4 separate regions of the Sus scrofa genome follow, and all the other regions are linked to region 1. The links are chromatin contacts, called in public HiChIP or PLAC-seq and promoter capture Hi-C maps. All regions are on one chromosome and are shown on one strand. Each heading gives the region's core, a stretch centred on a gene start, on an enhancer-like site or on the middle of the called end of the contact. The rest is flanking DNA. Distances are from core to core; before and after follow the strand shown.

What was found. Promoter capture Hi-C pulls out the DNA fragments that hold promoters and counts their contacts. HiChIP or PLAC-seq counts read pairs in DNA pulled down with a chosen protein or histone mark.
Region 2: a contact with region 1 is called in an H3K27ac HiChIP or PLAC-seq map of alveolar macrophages. The contact joins the promoter of LOC100739755 here to the promoter of CNST in region 1. A contact is called at or near these places in 2 of 2 datasets of contacts at active chromatin or transcription factors (alveolar macrophages and skeletal muscle).
Region 3: an H3K27ac HiChIP or PLAC-seq map of alveolar macrophages shows a contact between it and region 1. The contact joins the promoter of HNRNPU here to the promoter of CNST in region 1. A contact is called at or near these places in 1 of 5 promoter capture datasets (liver) and 1 of 2 datasets of contacts at active chromatin or transcription factors (alveolar macrophages).
Region 4: a promoter capture Hi-C map of liver shows a contact between it and region 1, with 11 times the contacts expected there. The contact joins the promoter of EFCAB2 here to the promoter of CNST in region 1. A contact is called at or near these places in 1 of 5 promoter capture datasets (liver) and 2 of 2 datasets of contacts at active chromatin or transcription factors (alveolar macrophages and skeletal muscle).

Annotation. Positions count from the first base shown.
Region 1 is chr10:19,044,543-19,048,295 of Sscrofa11.1, reverse strand. CNST (consortin) reads right to left here and starts at 1,912. Exons shown (of 11, transcript XM_021064469.1): 1 at 1,603-1,912. TFB2M (dimethyladenosine transferase 2, mitochondrial) reads left to right here and starts at 1,953. Exons shown (of 8, transcript XM_021064472.1): 1 at 1,953-2,408; 2 at 3,520-3,608. The coding sequence starts at 2,105.
Region 2 is chr10:17,469,923-17,473,675 of Sscrofa11.1, reverse strand. LOC100739755 (cytochrome c oxidase protein 20 homolog) reads right to left here and starts at 1,839. Exons shown (of 4, transcript XM_005653791.3): 1 at 1,672-1,839. The coding sequence starts at 1,713.
Region 3 is chr10:17,495,426-17,499,178 of Sscrofa11.1, reverse strand. It overlaps HNRNPU (a long non-coding RNA gene), which reads left to right and starts at 2,179. Exons shown (of 16, transcript XR_002336237.1): 1 at 2,179-3,070.
Region 4 is chr10:17,556,565-17,560,317 of Sscrofa11.1, reverse strand. EFCAB2 (EF-hand calcium-binding domain-containing protein 2) reads right to left here and starts at 2,094. Exons shown (of 6, transcript XM_005653792.3): 1 at 913-2,094. The coding sequence starts at 1,304.

The sequences.
Region 1 (3,753 bases), core at 663-3,162:
AGCACCCTCAGCTACAAACAAATCATTAATGCTATAGAAAGGGAAATAATTACCATAACCTAACTCTCTTTTCAAAAACCAAAAAGAAAATAACACCACTCAAAAGCAAAATTAAAAACTACATCAGTTTCTCTAAGGCTGAGCAGGCTAGCTTGGATTCGCAAATAGCATGAAATAAGAAAGCATAGTTTAAAATAAGTATTTTTTACCACAATTTTTAAAAGTATATTTTGAAAGTGAAAAATTCAACAACACAGTTCCATGAGTGAATCACTTCTTCCTCTACTGTAATACATCACTCTGCTTTGATTTTAGAAATATTTAGGCCCCCCCCGGGCCCTTGTGTGGGGGGGATCGAGTATATTTCTGAATCTACGAAAATATTTTTATAAGGACAGAGGCGGAGACAGCTAGGTAAAGGATAAGGGGGATGGAACTCACTCAGGTGTTTAGAGGATGCACAAATAACTCCTAGAGAACTGTCAACGGGGAAATTGTATTTTAAAAGGATATTAAAAAATTAAGACCAAAGAGTCCCCACGGCTTCCAAAAGAGTTGGTGAGATACTTTCTACGGTGCCTAACAAATATATACTCCGAAAAAGGTCATATTTGGCCACCAATTCTTTATCCATATGCGATTCATCCACAGAGTAAATCTTCTGGCTCCTATTTGCTAGGTGATGCATTCCTTAGAAACCTTTTCCTTGTGCATTTAAATGCCAAGCTCAACTACGCTCCCAGGAAAGTAAGCAGAAAGAATTGTACATATTTTAAAATAGGAAGTTGACTGGCTGCGGTTTCTTGCCTTGGTGGAAAGGGTTTTGGATAAAGCTCTTTTTGAGTATGATCCTTAATCACTGAAATCACTCTCAAAGAATTGAGCCTTCTAACACCGTCCAATAGGTAAAAAGACTGCCAAAATTTCCATTAGAGCATCCTATTTTTAGAGTCTTTGGAACTGGTCTTTTAAATTGCATTCCACGGTACAATGTCTTTGACTAAGTTTACAAAGGCAACAAAATAAGCATCCAAAGACCTTAATCTTCTGAAGCTTAGAAATACATTGTAAGCTTTTAAATCTTAATTTTAAATCTTTTAAATACGCAAATTAAAAATAACAATCAAGGTAAACATTGTCCCAGGAGGAGGAAAGGAAGGGAGACACTAGGCGGTTCCTGACAACCAAGGCGGTGAGCGGAAAAAAAACCAAAAAACACAGGTAGGAAGGAAGATAAAACCCCTCTCAGGGATGGAGAGTCGGGGCTATGAGCAGCAGAACAGGAAGGAACAGAGGCACAGCGGCAGCCGCAGGCTCCGCGGGGAGCCGGGCGAGGGACGGCTTTGGGCGCGAGTGCCCTAGGGAGGGAGAAATGGGCGCGCTGCGCAAGGAGAGACGAGGGCGGCGAGAGAAAAGAGAGAAAAACAGGAGAGCGGAGACGGGGCGGGGGTGAGAGTACCGCGCTCCACCGCACCAGGAGGGCAGAGGCGGCTCCGCCGCCGGGGGAGGACAGCACCGGGGGAGGAGCGAGTGGGTTCCCAAAGGCTTTTCCCAGGGCCGCGAGCTGGCCGGCCCCCTGCGTCCCACTCGTCCTCTCCTCACCTGGGAACGGGAGACGAAAGGAGGGCTACCACCGGGCGCCGGGTCTGTTTCCAGCCCCGCTCGCTGACATGGCGGCCGACGAGCTGTCACAGAGCTTGCTCGGGTCTCCCGCCGTTCGGGTGGAGGGGACACCTCTTGCCTTCCCGCCCCGCCTCTCTCTGCGCACCCCTCCCGGCGGGCGGGCTGGCGGCCGGCGGCCCCTGACCGCGGAGCATAGAGCGCGGGCGGCTAGAGAGGAGGTACAGAGGGCTGACGACCATAGAGTAGGAGCCCAGCTACCTCCGGCCGTCCACTCACAACCCTCGGGCGTCTGTGCCGGCACGGAAGCGGATGTGACGTCAAGGTCACACCGGCGAGGTCGCTCGCACGCACAGTGTGGAGTGTTTACTTCCGCCGGCGTAGTCCCGGGATCAGGAGAGGTTGCACGTGGGTCGTCCTGTATGGAGTTCGTCAACGTTGTAACGAGCCCGGGTGACTTTGGGACGAACCTTAGAGGGGGACAATGTGGGTCCCATGGGCGGGGCTTCCACCACGGCTAACGCTCTCAGCCTTGACCGTCCCTGGGCGCTTTTGCACTTTGAGGTCCGGAGCGGCAAGGAGGAAGGATGTTCCGGCGGGGCACCGCCGTGCCTTGTCTGATTTCCAACCGAAGCTGGTGCCCTGTGTGGGTTTCGGGAAGTCGCGTGTGTACAAGCACAACTCAGAACCCAAGCGGTACATAACTAATCCGAGAGTGGCTGAGAACTTGGTGCGGATCCTGCGAAGAAAACGAAAATCTGGCCAGCTCTTCCTGGAGTGCAATCCGGGTGAGTCCTTCATGGACTGCATTTTCTTGGATATTCACTTCTGCAGATCGTCTAAAACAGGATTTGAGCAGTTTATATGGTCTGTGTTAATCATGACACCACAAGATATTTCCGTAGCAGTTTGCACTTTGAAAAGTATTTTGATAAAAGCTGTGCTTCTATTTCCCCGTCTTCCCAAAACAACTTTTATCTTTTCTGTGCATCTTTTATAGACCATAGCAGGATACTGGGAGCACAAGATTTATAAACTTGACAAAGAATTTTTTTAAAGCACTATTTCCTATCATGAATTAGTTCTGTTTAGGTCTGGCAGATAGCCTGAAAGTGGTAGGCTAAAGGCAGTCTTTTTTGGTTTGGTTTTTTGGGATTTTTTCTTGAGAGATAGTAAAACATCGTGATTAAGAGTGCTGATTTTGGAGTTCCCATTGTGGCTCAGCAGAAACGAATCCGACTAGCTAGCATCGAAGAGGATTTGGGTTTGATCCCTGGCCTCGCTAAGTGGGTCAGGGATCCGGCGTTGCGGTGAGCTGTGGTGTAGGTCGCAGACATGGCTAGGGTCCCACATTCCTGTGGCTGTGGTGTAGGCCGGCAGCTACAGCTCAGATTGACCTCCTACCTGGGAACTTCTATATGCCACGGGGTGTGGCCCTAAAAAGACAAAAAAAAATAAAGGGGACAGGCTTTGCAGTCTTCAATGGAATAAATTCAAAGCCAAGGAGCACTGCTTAACCAATTGTGATGTTGGAGTCAAGTGACTGTATTTAATTCCCAGTTTCCTTATATAGAGTAATTATACTCTGGGGATGTTGTGAGAATTAAAATTAGATCATACAGGGGTTCCCACTGTGAGTCAGAGGGTTAAGAACTTGACATAGTGTTTGTGAGGATGCTGGTTCGATCTCCCGCCTCAGTGGATTAAGGATCCCGATTTGCTGTGGTTGTGGCATAGCTCAGCAGTTGCAGCTCCAGTTGGACCTCTAGCCAGGACACTTCAGGCATGGCCACAAAAAGAAGAAAAATAATTAGGTTATCCAGGTAAAACGTGATTTCTTTATATTGAAAGAAATTATTTTCTTTTGCAAATAAAGTTTTCATTTTGTTAATGTATTAGGTCCTGGATTCCTGACACGAGCATTACTTGAAAGTGGTGCCAGAGTGATTGCCTGTGAAAGTGACAAAGCTTTTATTCCACAATTGGAGGTATATTTTTGTTTCTAGAAATAACTTATTGTTCAATCAGCTACCTTTGACTGGTTTAGGTAAGCATAGTTTATCTTCAAAGAATTGTTTTCAGGGGCCATGCCTTAAATATATTGCTCCCAGTGACTAGGACATAGTAAATATC
Region 2 (3,753 bases), core at 590-3,089, 1.6 Mb after region 1:
ATCTCCCACTGCTAAATCTATCTGCCTTGATGCTCATATTCTGCCTTTTGTTTGGAAGGAGGAATTGGCCTTACTTTTATTTAAAAAATAGTTTTCGGAGTTCCCATCGTGGCACAGCGGAAACAATCCAACTAGGAGCCATGAGGTTGCAGGTTCAATCCCTGGCCTCACTCAGTGGGTTGGGGATTCAGCATTGCTGTGTGTGAGCTGTAGTGTAGGCGGGCAGCTCTAGCTCTGATCTGACCCCTAGCCTGGGAACCTCTGTATGCCACGGGTGCAGCCCTAAAAAGCAAAAACTAATAATAAAATGTCTTCACTGTGCCTTTGATTAGTCTTTGGACTCTCAAGAACTCTACTTCTGTTGTTGTCCCTTGTTTACTTACATTTATACTTAATGCTCTCTGGTCTAGAAACATGCAAAACAAACCACCCTTCTCTTTACAGCCCCCTGCCACCCATCCAAGCTACCGTCCCATTTTTCTGCTCCTTGTCACTGCAGAACTAAACTTCTCCATTTAACAAATCTACTATCCCTTTTAACTCTTCAAGGAGACATTTATCCGTGCACTCTGGAAACAGCACCACCAAGGTCTCCTAGAGGCAACCGTTCTGCAAAATCCATCATATCCCACATCTCCGCACATGTGGCCACAGAGTAGGTCTTCGATAAATATTTGTGAATAACTGATCCAATGTTACTATCTCTATAGCTTACTATTTTAAGGTGGGTTTTTTTGAGGGGGGCATTATCTTTTCATGAACACTTGTTAGCTGCACTGAGGATATCAAAACTGGGTCCCCCGCTCTTAAAAACAAGACAAAGATTGACTTCCAGTCTAACGATACGGCTGTGTACAAGGTGTCCTGGCAGGTGGAGGCAGAAGCACCTGTCTCCTTTAGGGAGTCAGGAAGCCCTGCAGGGGAGACCAGAGACGGCCCTGTTTAGATTTATTCAATCCACCACCGGCAAAGCATCGGAAGAGCCGAAGGCTGAACCGCCAGCGTTAGGTAACAACCTTCACATTTCCAGGCCAAGAAATTCGGATTTTAACCTGAGAGCAATGGACTGATACGACTGGGTTTTAGACAGAGAAGTGAAATTATCCATTTTACAGGGGAGCCCACAGGGGCCAGGCAGGGCAGGAAGGCCAGCGACGGGAACGATCGGGTCCATAGAATCCTGCATACTCCACGTGGTCGAGCGAAAGGGTAAAGGAGAAAACACCTCAAGCGTTTCATCTGACCCTCCAGTTCTCGATATAAACGCACTCGATTACCTTTCCCAACTCCCCTAAGTTAAGCGCTTTCAGTGAAGCATAGAGCCTGCTGCACAAGGCAGCCGTCCTCGGGGAATTTTGCAATCTCTTGACTAACAAATTACAATGCAAGACAAAATATTCCCAAAGGGATGAGTCTGTGAGCTGCAGTAAATTACCGGTACCTGTCCCCTCATCCTCCTCGTGTATGTCATTAAAGCCACGGCAATTAAGGTAAAAAAGGGACGGAAGGCGGGCGGGGGGGGGGGTCTGTCCGCGGGCAGAGAAGCGAACGACACGCGCTCCCGTCTGGGTCTCGCAGCTCCAGAGGCCGCGTCCTTACGCGCCGCGCCCGCCCGTCCGGGCCTCACTCACCCCCGCCCCCAGCCCGCGCGCCCCGCTGTCCCCCGGTTACCTTCCCCTTCCCGGGCTCGCCGGGTTCCGGCGTGGCGGCCATGCGAGCAGTCGGCGCCTCCGCCCCGCCCCGCCGCCGCCGAGGGCCGCCTCGAACGGACGCCCCGCCCGCGTCCTCGCCCCGCCCGCGCCCGCGCAGTCCGCCATTTTAGGGAACGTCTCCCAGTGTCGGCGGCTGCAGCGTTGTCCGCGTCGGTTTCCTCGGCAGAGGCCGCCATTTCCTTTGTTCACTTGAAGGAGTCACGCCTTCCCCACAGCGGCTCTCCCCATCTCTAGGGCCTGCACCAGGCGGAGGAAGAGGGCCCGTGAAGCAACTACGGGCCCGGACGCTTAGCACCACGAGGCGGCACATCTTCCCGCCCCCGCCCCTCTGGCCCCAACCGCCATTTCTAACCGTCGCCCGCGCGCGCTCGCGTGTTTGGGCGCCGGGCGCGCGCGGCGGGCGGGCGGGCGGGGCCGCGCGGATGGGGCGTGCGCGCCGCCGCCGCTTTGTCCTGCGAACGGGACCCCCTTCCCCCGCCCCACGTTCCCAGCTCACGGCCCGGAAGTCGGCCCGTGCTGGCATGCGGCCCGCGTCCCCTCTGTGTCCTTTGTCCTCCGGCCCGGGTCGAGCCCTGGGCGCCCCAGGCAGCTCCACCAGCACCAGCCGTCATTTATCCCCGAGTGCCGGCCTCCGGCAAAGCGTGGTCCCGCACCCACTCCGCCGCCTCCCTGCATTGGTTCCATCTGGGAGTGGCTTTAAAATAGCGCCGCTCGGTGCGCCTGAAGGAGACTGGGGACAAAATGGAGGGAGCAGCTCGTCAATGCGGATGCGTCAGGACGTCTGTGCCCGCCGTGCAGGCAGGGAGGCGGGCGGGGCCAAGTGGGAAAAGGCTGCGACGCGCGTCCTTGTACGCTGGGTGGTGGTCCACGGATGCTCGCTCCCCAGGACTGCGGCTTAACGTGAAATCTGCGTGTGGGCCTCTTGGGTGGCAGATGGGCTCTGACCATTTTCTCAGCACTTTAAACAGTGCAATTCCTTTTCCTGTTTTTTTTTTTTTTTCTGTCCACCCTAAAAGAAAATGTCCCTATCCAAATCTTTATGCCTCCTCTCTTTGTGGACCTTTGTATTTCAGCGTATTCTCCTGGGAAAATACCCAAGCTTTAGAGTGTGTCATGGTGCAGAGTCATGCTGCGGCTGGATAAGGCGGTTATTTGCTGTCAGCTGTCGAGCGTTTTCTTATTCCTTATACGTTCATCATCATTTACTACAATCTTCCAACAATCGCATTTTATGACTTGTGTGTGACAGTTATTTTTAAAAATAAGTAACTTTTGGTTAGATTAAACTGCTCTAACATACCGCTCTACTATTAATTAGGACATAGAATAAATGTCATTCCCCTACTCTTTCCACCCCGTCCCCCCATCCTGCCAGTTTGGGGCTCTCATCTGAAAATCTGTGCGGTAACTATGCTTTGAACTCTTGGTCTGGAAGGTAATATTTAAGGCAGAATATTCCTTAAAGAGTGAAGCAGTGTAATTCCATAATTACATTTGAAGTCATTCCTGATTATGTTGTAAAGGAAGGAGAATTGGAAAAATTCCATGGCCATCCTATTTTATTTTTTGCTGAGACTTTGAAAAATTGCTAAGGTAAACTAACCTAGGGTCCATTTCACTTGTCTTTGCAAAGCATTTTCATATGTTGTTATTTCTTTATACCAATAATAATTTCACAAAAATGGCATGAACTTGCATGTTTGTTTTTTAAAAATTATTCTCAAAGTTTTTAGAATGAAAAGATCTCTTTCGCTTTCATTCCTTTTTTCTCCCCTATTTAAGGTAAAGACAACTAACAGTTTAATACATCTCTTTCCAAACTACTTTCTTTTTTTTTTTCTTTTTAATTAACCCTGGAATACAGGGCAAAAAGTGAAAGTCTCGCTATACCATACCTGCTGCCCTACGTGTGTGTCTGTCTGTATATGACACATGCATGTCTAAAGGTTGTGGTATGTAATTTGCATTCAGTAATTTACTTTTAACCTTAACACTATGTGCTGAAATTTTTTCATGTAAGTACATAGAGATTTACTCATTC
Region 3 (3,753 bases), core at 930-3,429, 1.5 Mb after region 1:
ATATCCAAGGACATATAAACTTAAATGAATATCATGATAACTATGTTTAATTCTGATTCAAAGGGGACTTATCACCCAGTTTGTGGATAGGTGAGCCCCCTCCTGTAGCTCTCTTCTTTTCTTTTTTCTTTTTTTTTTCTTTTTTTGCCTTTTTTAGGGCCGCTCTCATGGCATATGGAGGTTCCCAGGCTGGAGGTCAAATCGGAGTTGTAGCCACCGGCCTACGCCAGAGCCACAGCAACACGGGATCCCAGCCGCATCTGCAACCTACACCACATGTCACAGCAACGCCGGATCCTTAACCCACTGAGCAAGGCCCAGGGATCGAACCCGAAACCTCATGGTTCTTAGTCAGATTCCTTAACCACTGAGCCACGATGGGAACTCCTATAGCTCTCTTCTCATTTGGAACAAGGGCAAAGAATTTGAAAAGTTCAAATTCCAGTTCATCCCTTGTTTATAAGCTCCAAGGACATTCTAAGCAAAGGCACCATGTGGAAGTTCCTAACTTGGGTGCCATTCCTTCTACTTCTGCTGATTTGAACTAAGAATTTCTAGTATTATACATAGTTCATTAATTTCAAATAAAGTCATTCCACAAATGTTAACATTTCATCTTTCTATATGACGTCACAGTAAAATACATGATTCTTAAAAGCTATTGAAAAGAACTTTAAAATTTATCGGAGTTCCCGGTGGCTCAGTGGTAATGAACCTGACTAGTATCCATGAGGATGCTGGTTCAATCCCTGGCCTCACTCAGTGGGTTAAGGATCTGGCGTTGCCCTGAGCTGTGGTGTAGGCCAGCGGCTACAGCTCTGATTTGACCCCTAACCTGGGAACCTCCATATGCTGCGGGTGCGGCCCTAAAAAGACAAAAAAATAAAAATAAAATTTATCGATCAGTCAAATCATACGACCCAGGGAAGAGAGTTCACATGTGTATTTTTCCAAATTTCAAATTAAAATTGGGGCAGCATTATTCTGCCAGCTAAAGCACCAAGCAGTGTGTAAAGCTGACCTCCTTAGTCAGAGATAAACTAGACTAGAACATTGGCTAGCCCCTGTGCAGATTCTACCGGGTTTAATACTTGTCTCTATCACAAATCTAAATTCTGGCACTGCTACCTAAAACTTGAGGAATGTAACACACGTTTTATTTAGTAAAGAGAAAAATTAAACGTCGAAGGCACACTGAAATAACATTTCTTTTCGGGAGTGATTATTTTCTATTTACAAAATCACAACCCTTTGTTTTGCATAAGCTTTTATTAGGGTTTCAGCATAATTTGGTCCAAAGTATTTCTGGAGACACGGGAATAGAATCAAAGTGTGTGATCTTAGCTGGGTCTCATCCTCATTGTCAGCTACAAGGACTTTTCATAACTGGACGACCAGATCCTAAATTGGAATAAATCTTACAGAAGGTCCGTCTTTTCGGTTGGTAGGTAAAGAAAACACAGAAATGCAATTCTGAGGTTTATTTAACTTCTTTGGCTGACAGTGCCATGACAAGGCCGGCAGAGTACGCTTTGCAGTATGGAGTGGAGGACACGCTCCGGAAAGCAAGCATCTCATCTTTGAAGGCTTGCAGTAGGGGTCGTGGGAGAGACAAAAGAAAGGCCCTGCTTGAGTTTAAAATTCAATCCGCAAGGCAGGACTTAGAAAAATTAAACCAAATATTAAGCGGAAGAAAATCCCCTGCGTATTGTAATTGCCAATTTGTGTTGCACAAATCAAAGCTGAAATACAATTTTAAGGCGTTTTAAACAAATAGCTGGAGAAATAGATAAGACAAATCTAAAATGGAAGAATAGGTGGCGGAGTCAAGTGGAAAAGGCCAGTCTGAGGACTAAAAGCATTTGGACAGAAGGGCTGGAAGGCAAAGAGCAAAACAAGCCTCGACACCAAAGAGCTGGAAAGACCAATAGATGTTGCAGTGGGTCGGTTTAACTGAAGGCGGTTTCCTCCTCCTCCATTTGCTCGGCCCCAATTGGAAGCGCAGTGCGCGGCGCGGCGCCGCGCTCCGGGCCCGCGATTCGGGTGGGGGCGGGAGGAACTGGTGTGGGCGGGGCGGGGCGAGCGCGGGCGCTCCGCCGGCGCAGGGGCGGGGCGGCTATATTACGTGCGCGGCACCGCTCCTGCGAGAGGACGTTGCGTGCTCGCTCGCGCTAGGCGAGTCTCCGCGTCTCCCTCGCGAACTCGGTGAAAGGAATTGGCGCCGTTCGACACCAGGCGGGTCCGCTCTGCAGCACAAACCCACCTCCAGCCGCAGCCGCAGCCGCCGCCCGGGCCGAGCAGCAGCCGCAGCCGCCGCCAGTGGCCGAGTGAGCGGAGTCCAGTTTGAGCCAGCGCCTAGCGGTGAATCGGGGCCTCACCATGAGTTCCTCGCCTGTTAATGTGAAAAAGCTGAAGGTGTCGGAGCTGAAGGAGGAGCTCAAGAAGCGGCGCCTGTCCGACAAGGGCCTCAAGGCCGAGCTCATGGAGCGTCTCCAGGCCGCGCTGGACGACGAGGAGGCCGGGGGCCGCCCCGCCATGGAGCCTGGGAACGGCAGCCTAGACCTGGGCGGGGATTCCGCCGAGCGCTCGGGAGCAGGCCTCGAGCAGGAGGCCGCGGCCGGTGGCGACGAGGAGGAGGAGGAAGAAGAGGAGGAGGAGGAAGGGATCGCCGCCCTGGATGGCGACCAGATGGAGCTCGGGGAGGAGAACGGCGCCGCGGGGGCGGCCGACTCGGGCCCGATGGAAGAGGAGGAGGCCGCCTCGGAGGACGAGAACGGCGACGACCAGGGCTTCCAGGAAGGGGAGGATGAGCTCGGCGAGGAGGAGGAAGGCGCGGGCGACGAGAACGGGCACGGGGAGCAGCAGCCTCAACCGCCGGCGGCGCCGCAGCAACAGCCCCAGCAGCAGCGCGGGGCCGCCAAGGAGGCCGCAGGGAAGAGCAGCGGCCCCACGTCGCTGTTCGCGGTGACGGTGGCGCCGCCCGGGGCGAGGCAGGGCCAGCAGCAGGCGGGAGGTAAGAAGAAGGCGGAAGGCGGCGGAGGCGGCGGTCGCCCCGGGGCTCCGGCGGCGGGTGAGTGCTGCGTGGTTGGTTGCGCGCGGCGGGAGGCCCGCGCGGGGTGGGGACCGTGCCCAGGCCTGCCGGAGCCCCGCTGGGGGAGGGGAGGGATGCCCCGCCGCGGGAGGGCGCCCCCGGGGGGGCGGGGGCCGCGGCGAGCGGGCGGGCGGGGAGGCCGCGGGGAATCCCGGATTAGGCGTGAGGCCTCGGCTCGCAGTGTGACGGCGGCGGCAGCGCCTCCATTATGTGGCTAGAGCGGGAGGGGGGAGCCCGGGGGGGGGGCTGCAGCTGCCGCTGTTGGGGGAGGAGCCGCGGCGGCGCCGCTGCGCTGCGTGCGCGCGGTGCGGGCACATGTCTCCGGGGGGAGGGGAGGCCCGGGGCCCCGGCGGCGCGCCGTGGCGGCTCCGGGCCGCGGTATTGTGCAAGGCGCGCCGGGCTCGGCGTGACGTCACTTCCGGCGGGCGGGGCCGGGCGGGGCTGGCGGCGAGCAGTACAATGCGGCCGCGGGGAGCGCGGGCCCGGGTGGGGGAGGGGAGTGCGGGCTGGGCGCCTCGGCCCCTCCCCCCTTCCTGAACTCTCTCCGGGATACACGTGGGCTCGGGCCTGGGCCGCGCTAGTTTTCATTAGCTTTCTCGAATTTTCGAGGGGACGGGCAAAATTAGCAATGTACTTAGTACTGCGTCACTAATTCCAATCTA
Region 4 (3,753 bases), core at 845-3,344, 1.5 Mb after region 1:
AATGAGTTCCCCCAATTACCAAAATTAACGGAGGATGGTAACCGAGGATCAGGTTTTTATCACACCGCCGAATTAAAACAACGTTAATAGTCTGGCGAAACACACCCATCCCTCCGAGCCCTCCGGCGACAGGACGCCGGTAGGGCGAGTCCCGCCTCTGCCCGCCGCGACCGCGACCGCGACCGCGCGCACTGGGTCCGCTGGTGCCGCCGCAGAGGCCCGGCCGGCGCGCGGGGCTCCCCCCGGTCCCTGCTGGAGTTGGCTCTTTCCTCTTTATTAAATCTGTTTTAGGATGTTTGTTTAAGACAAGCCACCACGCGGGGGGCGCACCAGCACTTGGAAGCCTGTGCGACGGAGCGGCGGTGACCTCGAGGCCGTCCTCCCACATCCCCGCTATGGAGGCAAAATGGTGGCCGCGACCGCCAAGCCGACCGGGCGGGGTTTCGGCGCGGCCGGGGAGGCGCCCCCCGGACTCTGGCGGCCGGGTCCGTCCTCACCCAGGCCGCCCCAGGGGCCCACGGCCTGAGCGGTTGCCGGCGTGGCGCCTGCGGCCACGAGAGCCTCGCCGAGGGCCTGGAGGCGGCGTCCCTGAGACCGTGAACAAGGACGCCATTATGGCCCGGCCGCCTCCGGAGGAGCCGCGGCCCCAACCCGCGCAGGAAGCGAGGCTCGGCCTCGGAGGAGGGGCGAGGCGGAGGGGGCGGGAGGGCGGAGCGGCGGGGCGGGGAAGCCGGCGGGAGCGGGGGAGGGGGCCTCCCCTCCCCTGCCGGGCGCGCGGCAGGCTGCGGCTGAGTCTGCGTCTCGCTGAGGGCGGGGCCCCAGAGGCAGGGAGACCCACCCCGGCCGGAGCTCCTCCGCGCGGCCCGGGGTCGCGGCGGGCGGTGAGGGCCGGGCTCCCGCGGCGCCTCTTACCTGTGCCTTCCCTCTCTCTGTCGTCCGCCATCTTGTTGCGGCGCCGTCGCCCGGGAGAGGCCGGTCGCTAGGCGAGGTCGCGGCGCCCCGGCCCCCTCCTGCCCCGCGGCGAGGCCAGCCCGGAGGATGGGCATCTCCGAATCCCAAGGGAAAAAGACCCTGGAGCGGGGGGTGGGGGGGAAGCTCCGAGCGCGCGCCCTCCCCGTTCCCGCCACGACCCTCTGACGCCCTGGAGGCCGGAAGCCTGGACGCGCCCCCCGCGCCCCGTCCCTCACATCATCCTCCTCCTTCCAGAACCGAGGCCTGAGCCCAGGTTTCTCTGGCTTGGAGGAAGTATTTAATAATAAAGCCTGGAACCCCTCCTGTTCTTGTCTCTGATCATTTGGGGACATCACGGACACACTGCACTCCCCCTCCCCTCCAGTTCTTTGGACCTGGCGTTGCTCGATTTTTTTTTTTTTTTTTTTTCCTACTGCAGATTTTTAAACGCAGCTGGAGAACTGGGTGCAGAGCTCAGCTCCCGAGGGATGACAAAAGCAGCCCGCCATCCCGCCGCCTCCGCTTGGCGTCCGCAGGCCACGGAGGGGCCGGACCTGCCCCACCTCCTGCCCTCGGTTTTCTCCCGTCCAGGACTCGCCTCCCGCTCCCAGAGGCGGCGGCCGAGAGCTGGAGCTGGGACGGAAAACTGGGCCGGCGCGGGAGGAAACCAGAGCCATTAGGCTGTTATTACTAGGAGGAGCGGAATCGCAGTCGAAAAACATGTGTAAAACAGGCGCAAACATTTGCGTTGTCAAGGCTGCGATTTCGGATACAAAATAGAAGGTTCTCATAGCAACAAAAAAGTACCCCTGTTATGCTCACCGTTAGTAGGTGGAAATGTGCTTAGGTGTGAAATTTGACCAGACCACCCGTTAAAGGTACCCAGGGAAAGTTTGAAATCAAGCGTTTCTGAAACTTTGAAGCTGTAGCATGATGGGAAATTTTTTCTCTTTTTAAGGGAAAGCTTACTAGAATGTTTTCTTTCGAAAATGATTTTTGAATAATATCCCTAATGGTGTAGTTCAAGAGAATATATATATTTTAAAACGAATTTTAGGTGATTTTAAGTGCATCTGTGTATTCATTTATGTGATTTTATGTGAATGTTTATAAGCCGTTAGCTAAATATTAAGAGGCCTTCAAAATATAAGATATCAAACGGTTTTATTACCTGAGTTTTTATGCTCCTTTTATTCTAGTTCTGTAATCCCTTAAAACCTTAAGTTGACTAATAATCTTTGTTAAAATATTTTTTTCTGTAGAAGATATTCATGTGGTGCTCTGATCATTCCCTTTGAAATTGACTAGAAACAATTGAATCATCACAAAATGGCTCGTATCTGAAGATAGATTCTTACATACATGGGATATAATTGTGAACAGCTGAAAAATAGGGGAAAGTAATCATTAGCATGTATATTTAAATTTCATAGTCATTATGGTCTAGTTATATGTTTTAAAAGACCCCTCTTTCCATATAGATGATGAAGGTCTTTGAAATAAATGTGGAAAACCCCAGCTTCAGGTTCCCTACAGGCTCAGACGCTGCTTTCAGTTTTCTTTTTCTGGAATGCCTTTCCCTCCTCTCTCTCTCCCCTCCCAGTATTCACCCCCCCACAGACACACATTTGTCCTCTCCCTGTCGTCAGTGACATCCCTGAAGGTCAAGTACTTGAAGCTTTCCCTGTCAACCCTTTCCTTGGAGGTGCCCTACTGGTAAATCCTCTTGCAGTGATTTGCAATGACTTTGTTTATTTCTTTCCGCCTATCAAAGGTAAGCTCTTGAGGACAAGTTGTGCTTTATTTGTCCATATATCCCCAGTGCCTAGAACAATTTCTCCATGTTTGAAATAATGCCTTTTTTTTTTCTTTCTTTCTTTTTGGGGCCAGACCCAAGGCATATGGAAGCTCCCAGGCTAGTGGTCACATTGGAGCTTCCGCTGCCGCCCTACTCCACAGCCACAGCAATATGGTATCCGAGCTGAATCTGTGACCTACACCACAGCTCACAGCAATGCCAGATCCATAACCTGATGACTGAGGCCAGGGATCGAATCCGCAGCTTCATGCATCCTAGTTGGGTTTGTTACCACTGAGCCACACAGGAACTCCCAGAAATAATGTACGTTTTTAAAATTAGGGCAGGAGTGGAGTTCCCTTCGTTGCCCAGTGATTAACGAACCCAACTAGTATCCATGAGGACAGGAGTTCGATCCCTGGCCTCGCTCAGCGGGTTAAGAATCCGGTGTTGCCGTGAGCTGTGGTGTAGGTTGCAGACCCGGCTTGGATCCTGCATTTCTCTGTGGTGTAGGCGGCAGCTGTAGCTCCGATTCAACCCCTAGCCTGGGAATCTTCATATGCTGTAGGTGCAGTCCTAAAAAGCAAAAAAATAAATAAATAAATAAAATTAGGACAAAATTTAGTCTTCTCAAAGACTTAATGGGAAACAAACTTTATTATTTAGATTATTTCAAGCCACATTAATCTGTACTTCTCCGAAAGCCAACAGCACATTTAAGACAACATTGTTTCTCTAATTTAAATGATAAAAAAATACTTAATGTATGTTAACTAACCCCTCCCTCCCCAATTAGATTTGAAGACTGGAGCCCAACATATAGACCTTTTTTTTTTTTTTTCTATTTCTTTGGGCCGCTCCCGCAGCATGTAGAGGTTCCCAAGCCAGGGGTCGAATCGGAGCTGTAGCCACTGGCCTACGCCAGAGCCACAGCAACGCGGGATCCGAGCCTTGTCTGCAACCTACACCACAGCTCACAGCAACGCCGGATCCTTAACCCACTG